3 separate regions of the Mus musculus genome follow, and regions 1 and 3 are each linked to region 2. A link is a contact called in public HiCAR-type and HiChIP or PLAC-seq data. All regions are on one chromosome and are shown on one strand. Each heading gives the region's core, a stretch centred on a gene start, on an enhancer-like site or on the middle of the called end of the contact. The rest is flanking DNA. Distances are from core to core; before and after follow the strand shown. Region 1 has its middle 16 kb from the start of Gm35922. Region 2 overlaps Glis3 (GLIS family zinc finger 3). Region 3 overlaps Glis3 (GLIS family zinc finger 3).

Region 1 (3,619 bases), core at 352-2,851, 450 kb after region 2:
AAAACCACCAAACTGATTTCCAGAGTGGTTGTACCAGCTTGCAATCCCACCAGCAGTGGAGAAGTGTTCCTCTTTCTCCACATTCTCGCCAGCATCTGCTGTCACCTGATTTTTTTTCCACAGTCCACAAAGGCTTTTTATTTATGCTTTACATTTAAAAAAAGAATCCCAGGATTTTCCCTCCTGTATGTTTTCGTCTTGCCTCTTCATGGTCTATGATGCCAGCCAAGGTTGTCAGCACAATGAAGCCAAACTGCCGTAAAGGGAGCAGATTGTTCTGCCATTTATCTAGGTCTTTGAGTTGAACATCAAATCTAAGGCTTATAACTCCACACTTGTTCAACCTTCCTGTGAGGTTCACAACGATCTTCCCATCTCTGTGATCATCAATGATCTCGAATTCACCAGTGTACCCGTGCTTCATCATCACGGTTAAAAACCAAACGATGACTTTAGAACACGGCCTGATGAGGACCTGGCGTTTGCCTCTCTTCTCAGCGTTGTTGATGCTCTTGAGAGCATCTGCCAGAACATTCATTCGCACCATGGTGGCGGCGAGGGAAGATGGCAGAAAGAGAGTGGGCTGGGCCCTGAGTTTTTGATCTTAGCCATTCTGACTGGTGTGAGGTAGAATCTCAGGGTTGTTTTGATTTGCATTTCACTGATAATCTTTTTCAAACAATGACCTCATGAGAGGGAGATAATTATGACCAAGTAGGCCAGAGGGGCAAGCCATGGCATTGGGAAGTTTTGCTCACCCTGTGCCTTTGTGCCATGAGTCCCAGGAAGCAATACTCTCGTAGGGAGATCAAAATAAGGAGTTGGTCCTAAATGAATATTTTCAGGTGTCATTATGGCAAAAATTAATATTCTTAGCATGGAAAACCAATCATGGAAAGATTTGAAAACATTTTAGAAAATTTACCACGATAGCTGTGGTCAAACCCATGTCCTTGGACCTGTATATAGTTCTAGCTATCTTCCTCTGCAGCTCCATCCCTAGCTCAAGTCCTTTTGAGTATAAACACTCACTCTGGAGACTGAGATATGGAACCCTCTTGCCCTATCAGAATGCTAGCTTGTAGGAGTTCAGTGGGTCAATGATTTGATTAGGAAACATTTCGAGCTTCAAGTATGGCAGTTACCTTCCAAGAGTTAGCTTTGTCTTCTGATCCCCGAGTTAACAAACACAGTTCTGCCTCTCTTCCGTTCTAAGAGACACCTTGTATTGACACTCCTGTGCCATTGAAGGCTAAAACTGCTGAGGCAAAGATGACCAGATTCTATGCCTCACCAGCCAGGCAAAACCACAAGCTGGATTGTAGACATCAGTAGTCCAGCAAGCCCTCAAAGCCTCCCTTGGCTGGTTGCCTGTGAACTTGCTTGCTGTATGATCTGCTCTGATGACATCTCAGTCTTCTGACCTCAGGCACTTTGCTTTAAAATATGAGAGGGTGGTCTAGGAGTTCACTGGCGGCAAAGCCCATCAAGTCTATTGAGCATCAGGGTTTCCAAGTGTCAAGGCTAGGTTTGCCTCTGGACTCAGCCCAGCTCAGAAATGACTAAGGCATTTCCAGAACTGCTGCTGAACATTGGCCAAGGTCATTCTGTGTTTGGTGTAGTGCCAACAGAACTAAGGACTGCACTCTGGTTCCTTGCCCAGAAGTGTCTCTCGGCTGCTCCAAAGTGAAGACGAAAAGGGGCCTTAAGTCTGAGGCAGCTTGTCCAGTAAAGCACACAAGGAGATAGTTCTCAGCTGTTCCTCCTAGACTTTCATGTGGCTTGCAGGGAGCTATGTGTTCAGAATCCTATGTGTGCTGCTTAAGTTGGTTTCTCTCATTCTATTCATTTGCTTTCATTTCTTATAATCTCCTAAGTGTTACTCCAGAGACATCCTTACTAACCAAGAAGACAATTTTTAAAAAGAGTATCATTGCTGGGAGGTAGTGACACACACCTTTAATCCCAGCACTTGGGAGGCAGAGGCAGGCAGATCTTTTGTGAGTTCCAGGCTAACCTGATCTACAAAGGCAGTTTCAGGACAGCCAGGGCTACACAGTAAGCTAGCCTTGAAAACCAACCAACCAACCAACTAAACAAGCAAACAAAACAAAACAAAGCAAAACAAAACAAAACAAAACAAAATTATAGCAAGCTCTAAGGTCAGAAGATAGGCAAAGGTATGTGAAACAACTGAGGGAAACTCCACAAGCTGTCTCAGGCCACCGGCCTAAGCAAAGGCAATTAATTCACACTCTTATAATAGAACAGCCCCCCTCGAGCTGTGGGAAGGAGGACTCAACACCCCGTTAGCAGGCACAAGGACCCTATTGTAATTGTTTCTGAGTGAGTGAGTGGTGAGACCCCTTTCCCTTTTCCATTATTGGTCCATGCCTCTGCCCAGGTCTCACTTTGTGATGGCCTAGTTGCTTTGCCACCATGATCTACCTGCTCCATCTCATTGAAGGCACGGATTGTCCTAGATCCAGGCAGGTACACGTGCACCCATCTGCAATAATGTGCTAGTCCCAGGGCTTCTTCAGACTTCTTGCTATGGTACCAGTAATACCTCACAGACCAGGCAGAAAGATCTCACAAACAGATGTACATGGGGAACTGGAAGCAAATTTATAACCTTTGCAGTCTCCGGTGAGATGACTCAGAGGGTAAAGTTGCTTGCTGCCAACCCGGACAACCTGAGTTCAAAAACCCTCAGAACACACGTGGCAGAAGGAAAGAACTGACTCTTGCAAGTCGTCCCCTGACTGCCACACTCGCAAAATGGCATGGGTGTACACAGCTTCACATATGTACACACAGAAATAAATACATGCAATTAAGGAAAAACACTTTTGTTTTCAAGACAGGGTTTCTTTGTATAGCTTTGGCTGTCCTAGAACTTGCTCTGTAGACCAAGCTGGCCTTAAAGGCATGCATGCACTACCATTGCTAAGTAATTGCTTAAACATTTGGTCCCCTCATTTATGTCCTTTAATAACTACAGACATTGGCTCTGAGAAACTACTGGCCTGGTGTCTGGTACCAGCTACTCTGTTTCCAGCATAGCTTCTTCACCAATAATGGTGTGTGTACATTGGGGAAAGACCAGTGATAACCAAAACACTAGCCAGGGACAAAAAGGCTACTTTCCAGGGAGAAGAGAACATATGAGAATAGTGGATATGGTTACATAGGGACACACATTTATTAAAACCCATTAACTAGCCTCTTTAGCTCTGTACTCATGTGCAAATTAAACTTTGGTAATATTAAGCAAATGCTTCCGACATTCATGAGCTGGTATCCATCCAAGTCAACTGTGTTGTTTATATGGAAAAGGGGGATTATGATGATACAGAGTTCAACAAGATGATTCAGTAAACACGGTCTGCTTTCTTTCTTTTTTTCATTTCAGCTTCTATGTTATGCCCACTGAGTCCAGCAGGCTCTGAGTGATTGGTGCACAATTTAAGAGGAGTAGAGACTGACTTTATGGTATATATGTGGGAGATGCAGTGTCTTCGTATTGTACCACAGACATTCCCGCCATACTCTGAAGAACACAATTGGTTTTCCACAGGGATCCAGACAGGCAACATGATTGAGCCACGGGCTGAGG
Region 2 (3,632 bases), core at 743-3,242:
CTATCACAAGACAGGAGGTCCCAAGTGGGACAAGCACGGTTAAAGTTCACACATGCAGAAACCTGGGAAGGGAGGGAGAAACAGGGGATGCAGAAAGACGGATGGGTCAGGAGCACACAGGGTTGGATTCTAGTGCTCTCTCTTACTAGATAAGGAAGTCTGAATAAATCTTCTAACTCTCCTAGCTTCCACAGAAATGTAAGACAAAGATAGCCCAATTTCCTTCAGAATTGCAAAGTATGAGATAATTCTAATTTTTTTTTCCACTCTGGAGATATAAACTAGGTACTGGGCAAGCTGGTGTAAGCCCAGAGGGAGGGGCAATTGAAGACCCATTTCTCTGTATATTAGCTTGAAGCAAGCAAGTTTATCTAAGACTAAGGAAAATGATGGCACTGCACTAGCAAGTGAGTGTATCAGAGAAAACAACAGTAGATATGTTACACTATGCAGAGGCTCACATCTGGAAATCAAGGATATCAGAGAACTTCAGAGTAGGAATGTCTGATGACTTCCAGGCGATCAGTGCATGCTTAGGGAATGGAGGACTGATCCAAATAGAGTGGCCATGTAGGGTAGCAGTTCTCAACCTGTGGGTTGTGACCCTCCTTTGGGGTCATCTAAGACCACTGGAACACACACACACACACACACACACACACACACACACACACACACACACACACTATAATACATAACAGATCCTGAACATAACATAATAGTAGCAAAATCAGAGTTATGAAATAGCAGTGAAATTGTTTTATGGCTAGGGGTCACCACATCATGAGGAACTGTATTAGAGGGTCACAGCATTAGGAAGGCTGAGAACCACTGAATAGGCATCTCTGGCACGTGATTTTGGTGAACCAGAGCCTAAGAACTGCCCAAGATTATGGTCCTGGTGTTAAGTTAGATCACTCAGGGAAGGCTCGGAACAAAAAAGAAATCTGAGGAAACCTTTCGTCTTGACAATTCTAGTATGGATGCTGAGACTGACTTTTCTGGTTCATTTTCTTGTCTGAGGAGCAGTGAGCCTTGAGGTCCCTAAGGGTCTAATTTCTTGGTACTGACTTAATATATCAGCGCCATCATGGAACATCCCGGATGGAGCGGATCTGGTGGCATCTTTGGATGAGAGTAAAGGAGGCTAGGAATGGTGAAGGTACCTCCCTACGCCACACAGTGTACGCATGTTCTTACAGTAAGTTAGGACCCTTTCTCTCAGGATTCAAACAAGCCAGTGGGGTTTGGTGTGTCCTCTTTGTCTTACACTGGAGCTATAAACCTACTAAAGATGGAAGAACGCATGTGAAGAGTAGGTTTCATTGTACTTACACAAAAATATTATTGATTTGCTGCCCGAGAGCAGAACTAATGGATACAAACTGGTCCATCATGGATCTGTGCAAGGACTTCTTTGTCTTAAATTGTAGAGCATCATCTATGGGGATTTTAAAACTCATCTGTAAAAACTAATCAATGAAAAATGGCTTGCTGTTGGTCTCCTGCAGGATGGGAGGGAGGGGGGATGGGGTGGGGGTGGGGGTGAAGAAATCCTTTTCAAAACCTTAAAAGAAAAGCATAGTTTTAAGGATTTCACATCTGATTTAACATCTTCTTCTTCTTTTTTTAAAAGGCCCAATAATAATACCACACTTTGTATAGCCAGACAGCTCTCCATTTTAGTAGACTTTAGTGGTCTTTATAACGATTTATGAATCACTTCATGAATTCCTGGCTGAATCATCTGGGTGACTATAGTATCTACTTATACTTCCCTCCTGTCTCACAAAAGAGACACTTGGACTCAGTTCAATCCAGATTTGTCCCCAAATGAATCACAGCACGTTACTGGGGGAACTGCAGATTGAATTTGGCTTCTGGGACAATTGGGGGCAGCTTTTAGTAATGAAGAAATGGCTGCTGAGAGGTCTGGGTAATTGCAAAACCGTCCATCTGGGCAGGACCAATGCTGGCCAAGAGCTGTGTGTCCATCCAAGGCAGTTGGTCTTTAGTCAAAGAGCCAAATCGGTGCCCTGGAAAGGAGTAGAGCTTCTGTCTCCTCATAAACAGCTGGGTCAATAATTCCCGCAAACAATTCATCAAACCAGAGGGGCTCAAGACTTAAGAATGCTCCCCTTGCCTCCGGGGGACATGATTTGAGGACTGTGGGCAAAATGATCATAGAGCTTTAAGTGGCGACTCAAACATATATATTAAAGAGTGAGCATTTGTGAAAGTGGACCTGCAGGAGAGTTAGTCCACTTGGGAACAGGGGACAAACTGTAAAGTCAAGAAAATATTCAGTGCCAAAAGGCTCAGATTTATACATAAATATATATTTTTTTCTGGTAAACTCTGAAGTGATGCCAAGGATATTGCTGTTTTCCTTTGTGGAAAAGAAAATGGAGGAGAAACGATCTACGGTATACAAGAGCAATGATCCTGCAAAAACAAGAGCCGAGACCTCAGAGATACCTGGGCTCTAGAACTGGCTGTGACTCTGTCACTTCTGCTTTCAGAATCTCTTGTGAATGGTCAGGAAAGAAAGGCCCGACTCTGCCAAGTTCTCCTTTCAAAGGAGTACTAACCAAAAGAAAATTCTAGCTAGGGTAGTCTTGGACGTTTGATTTAGAAATATATTCTGAAAAGGGGATTTCTGCAGTGTTGTAACTCCACCTGGGTTGCTGTGAGTGCACTCGACCAAGTGGGTTAACTCCCCGCCCTACAGCAAGGGCAGTGTCTCTTGTGTAGCATGGCAGCCATGTTCAACGTGCTTTTTGACAGACAGAATGCATTATGAAAGAGTAGCATCCAGGAGAGACTATAATGAGAATGCTAGACAAGAAAAACGTTTTCTTGACATGAGAAACATGAGAAAGGGAGGCACAAATGTATCCCTACACAGATTATCCTAAACCTTTCCACACGGCTTCAACATGTAAAGTTTCTTTAAAGTTTATGCGACTTTGAGGATCAAATTTAAATGTGACTTCTGCAGGATACGGCTAGATACATTTGCAAGCCAGCGATAAATGAGACTACACAGTTAGTATAATCTGTGAATTTTAAGAAACTATCAGAGAGGTGGTTTGTTCAGTAATCGACATGTGCTATTTGCATGTAGTTTCTTTCCATCCTTGAAACATCAAGTAACTCTGACGGAGGACTTACTACCTTCTCTGGAAAGCGAGGCTCAGTGCTGACTAGCGAAGTGTACAGGAGGAGTCACTGTTTCCAAGGTCACTGTCAGCCAGAAAAGGGCTCACGGTTCTTCTGGGTGGACAGTCACTCCTTGGCCATTTATTTCCATTTTGTATTTGGAGCGCCCTCAGCCAGCAATATCCAAGGTCAAGTACTTATCAAATACTGGTCACTGCTACCAAAGGACTACTCAGTAGAACATTCCATTGCCTCCAGACACTGAGCTCCCTACTTGGTGGCAATTCCTGGGCCCAGGTGAATGAGCCATTTGCTCAACTGAAACACATCTTTGGATATTGCATTTGTTTCCGTTTCTGGAGGGAAACATCTATTCTAGAAGAGAATACATATCTAAGAGAAAGTCCCTAACCATTTGCTCTGGGGTTGACTAAAACGTGGAGAGTTTCCTTCTAACGACACAGAAAAGC
Region 3 (3,562 bases), core at 760-3,259, 300 kb after region 2:
TCAATAACTCATTGTGTATTTTAATCTTGTCTTCAAGTTGGCCAGAAGTGGGCTGGGAAGATGTTATACCAACACCACTGAAAGAATTAGCAAGACAGAAATTCAAAAGAGGAAAATGAGCCTGGTTTTAAGGCATCCAAATTACAGTAAAGGCTTGATTTTAAGATTAAATCCTTAATGGCCTTAATATTCTCAAAGTTCAGCCAGTAAATAGTTTCCTATTTTATCACCTTACCCTCACCCTCTAATTTGCCTCCCGTTCTTTCTATTTATTAATCATGGCGTATATGTCTCCTTTTCTTTTTTGTAAAGAGCTCTTTAAACACTTCTGAAAAGAGGCAGGGAATAGTAAATTTGAACAAATAAGTCTTTCACACGTTCCTGATATTCTAATTACAGGCAAGTGTGTTACTATATTTGGGAACTATACATTTTAACACAAGAAGTGATCCCTGAGGGGTGAGCTGCTTCTAAAGGAATCAACATTATTGACAAGCTCTCCATCTAAATCATCTGTCACTGGGAATACTGCAGGAATCTCTGCAAATGATTGTGTTCTTGGGCCTTTAGCATAAAACATTAATGTTAATGTGAGTTCTCTCTCTCTCTCTCTCTTTCTCCCTCTCCCTCCCTCTCTCCTTCTCTTCCTCCTCTTTTTCCTTACTTCCCTCCCTCCAGCGCTCTCTCTCTCTCTCTCTCTCTCTCTCTCTCTCACACACACACACACACACACACAGAGCAAAATAACCTGAACATTCCTTTAAGCAAAATATTATGAAACACTTAGGATTCCAAACTATTATCTCAAACTTTAACTCTCATCCTACAGTATACTTAGACCTCTCTAAGAAACTCTATATATGTCCGCCAGAATTTATATTTATATTTAGGAGAGAGTAATTAAATAATGGCATGCTCCCACAGAATAATGGCCACTATGACTAAGGAAAGAATTGATCAGCAACATGTGTATTTCTTTGTGCTACAGTAAGTGCATTTAAACCCTAGTTAGCAGCAAAGTCAACAGGCCTTAAGTATTATACACTTGGAAAAACAATCTAACCAATAACCTCAGCTCAAAAATATTATTTAGACATGCCAAGGGAAACACAAGACATTTTCAATTCAGTGATTTAAAAAAGAAATAAGTTCCTGAAATTCCAGTGACAAACGTCATATGAAAGGTATGTTAATTCTTTCAACTTAGAATATTTAAATCATAAGACAGAGCATACAAATACTACCAACTGCTCTAAATCGGTACGTTAGTGAAAATCACAAGAGAAAAAGGAAAACTAAATTATGCAAGAGTGACTGCTGCTTGTCTGTGATCTATGTATATATAATCAATTATCTAACTGGCATTTTTATAAATCTATCACTAGCTTTCTTTTTATTGCATGTGTTCAACAAGCAGATGCTAAGTCTATAAACTGTGAATTAACCTTCCTGTTTAATTAATTGTTCCTTTGGAAATACTGGCTTTTAAATCCCATGCTGCACTTAACTCGTTCTGGAGATGAGTGCCAATCTTCCGTCCAGGTTCCCAGGCTATGATCCAAACGAGATGGTGTACAGCATTTCCATTTTTAATAATTAATGATTCATCTACATTTTATTTATATATTGGCAACTGACTGGGCTTAATTTTAGGTTGCTCCAACATAAGCCACCAAGCCTAAAGAAAACCTCTACAACCGCCTGTCTTCGTGTAAATATACCTGGAGCCATGAGGATTGGTGTCATGATTCAGAAACAGGTCAGAGGGACAAAGGACGGCCTCAGAGAGCGATGAATTCACAGTGGCCAGTCCTCTGCAAAGACACGGTCTTCTGAGCTCAGCACTCTCTTTATAAACAGTAAACTGTTTAAGTAGGAGGTAGGTGTCTTCAGAAACAGCCTCAAGGCTTTTTTTTTGCATGAAAATTTTCCCTTCCTAACTGGACCTGTGATTCTATCTACTGGAATGTCTTATTCTTCCTTCCAAAGGGCCTTGTTAAAAGCAAATGTACTGTGGTTTGGATCTTAACCACCACTAAGGGTTTATGGTAAAGGCTTCGTTCCCAGCTCATTGCTATTGGCGACTGGCAGAAACCTTAGCCTGTGCTGCTGTGAGAAACCCTCAGACCATGGGAAGCTTAGCCATGAAGGAGACTGTGGGGTAGTGGTCACTCACCTCCTTTTTGTTCCCTGCTCCATGAAGTGAACGATCTTTCTCTACATCCTGATGTGTTCCTCAACACAGATTCCAAAACAGCAGGGCCTCCACAGCCAGGAACTGAACAGATTTCCCCCCTTTGTAAACTTGTAAACTGATGATCTCAAAGTTGTTCTCTATTATCACGGTTGTTTGTTTTAAGATGAGACAGCATCGTACTATGTAGCTTGGACTGGCCTGAAACACACAATCCTCCAGCCTGTGCCTGCCTGGCTCAGATAATTTTTAAGAACATTAACAAGAAATTATCAAAATCTGTTCACAGGGTTATGTGTATTGTTCGGTGAGAGAGCACTTGCCTTGCATGCTAAGGGCCCTGGGTTAGATCCACAACTTCGCCACCCCAAAACCTATTTGTGTTATTTTTTCAAATTTTAATACATGAAAGCTATTTTCTCAGAAAACAATGAAGGAAAACTGGGAGCAAGATGGTAACGGGCACTAAGTGAATGAAAACAGGAGTACAAATGTCTTCTCCATGATTCTGGAACCTTCCCCGACAAAGCCCCATGGCCTAGCCACCAAGAGACAATATAAATCTGGATCACCAGCCACCGAAGACAAATGTTTGTAAGTTTTATATGTCCTCTGAGGAGAAAACAGACAGATTTCTTAACAACGGTGGTTTATAGTTCTTTGAAATCAAGAATCTCCATTGGTTGCTCTCTGGAGTTTCTGGAATGATCTGTCCATCTAGGACTATTCTACTTGTTAAGAGCCTAACTACTTAAGCCCCTGCTGCATTGCAGAAGGAATGAGTTTTCAATGACCACATCCTTTCCTTCCATAAGCAGCTCCCATAACACGGTACAGGGACCCAAAGCAAGTAAAGCAAGAACGGATGGACCGTCTCTTTACGACGCATGCTCTAAAGAAAGGATTGTTATCTTCACTTGATGGATGAAAAACTGGGGCTCAGACATACTGGTCAGGGTCCCACAGACAGCAGCTGCTAGAGCAGACCTTTCCTGGCGCCCAGGCTTCACTCTTCTGGGAGCTAAAGGGCAAGCCTGAATGGTGGCCTGCTAACCGGGCCCCACGTCTGAACGCAGACCTCGGACGGTGCCAAATGATACAAGGAAATCCTTTCTGCTTGGGGAACTAAACTATGCAGTGGAAGTCAGGCTGCAGCCTTTCCTCGTTCCTGGATTATATCAGAAAGTAACCAGGACCAAGATCCTGGTTGTATGACCACGGAAACTGTCAGGAAGACAAAAACTCGTTTCAGCCTTTCTTCCAAACCTAACACGCATTCAATGCGTGTATTTTGAGGCCCATTTGTGAAACCTTGGGAAAGAACCAGCAATAACTTTCAATCCCATTGTCTGGAAAGAATTACAACAC

Evidence for each region. HiCAR-type assays count read pairs that join an accessible place to other places. HiChIP or PLAC-seq counts read pairs in DNA pulled down with a chosen protein or histone mark.
Region 1: a contact with region 2 is called in a HiCAR-type map of astrocytes, with 3 times the contacts expected there. The contact joins two enhancer-like sites. A contact is called at or near these places in 1 of 15 datasets of contacts at CTCF or cohesin (the NIH/3T3 cell line), 2 of 484 Hi-C or Micro-C datasets (the STO cell line and adipose-derived mesenchymal stem cells) and 3 of 115 datasets of contacts at active chromatin or transcription factors (astrocytes, fibro-adipogenic progenitors and pancreatic cancer cells).
Region 3: an H3K27ac HiChIP or PLAC-seq map of embryonic fibroblasts shows a contact between it and region 2, with 8 read pairs. The contact joins two enhancer-like sites. A contact is called at or near these places in 1 of 39 promoter capture datasets (stem cell-derived epiblast-like cells), 1 of 15 datasets of contacts at CTCF or cohesin (the NIH/3T3 cell line), 1 of 115 datasets of contacts at active chromatin or transcription factors (embryonic fibroblasts) and 1 of 9 other capture datasets (adipose tissue).

The regions. Positions count from the first base shown.
Region 1 is chr19:28,742,005-28,745,623 of GRCm38.p6, forward strand. It overlaps the pseudogene Rps15a-ps2. Among named protein-coding and RNA genes, the nearest start is that of Gm35922, 16 kb to the right of the region's middle. Within about 2 kb of position 1,602, at least 37 of the 459 cell types and tissues checked have an H3K27ac peak or open chromatin away from gene starts, as enhancers often do. A contact at or near this core is called in astrocytes, where this site is marked.
Region 2 is chr19:28,287,784-28,291,415 of GRCm38.p6, forward strand. All of the region lies in intron 8 of Glis3 (GLIS family zinc finger 3), which reads right to left. Among named protein-coding and RNA genes, the nearest start is that of Gm35866, 75 kb to the right of the region's middle. Within about 2 kb of position 1,993, at least 22 of the 459 cell types and tissues checked have an H3K27ac peak or open chromatin away from gene starts, as enhancers often do. A contact at or near this core is called in astrocytes and embryonic fibroblasts, where this site is marked.
Region 3 is chr19:28,589,937-28,593,498 of GRCm38.p6, forward strand. The region is part of intron 2 of Glis3 (GLIS family zinc finger 3); the gene reads right to left. Among named protein-coding and RNA genes, the nearest start is that of D930032P07Rik, 87 kb to the right of the region's middle. Within about 2 kb of position 2,010, at least 20 of the 459 cell types and tissues checked have an H3K27ac peak or open chromatin away from gene starts, as enhancers often do. A contact at or near this core is called in embryonic fibroblasts, where this site is marked.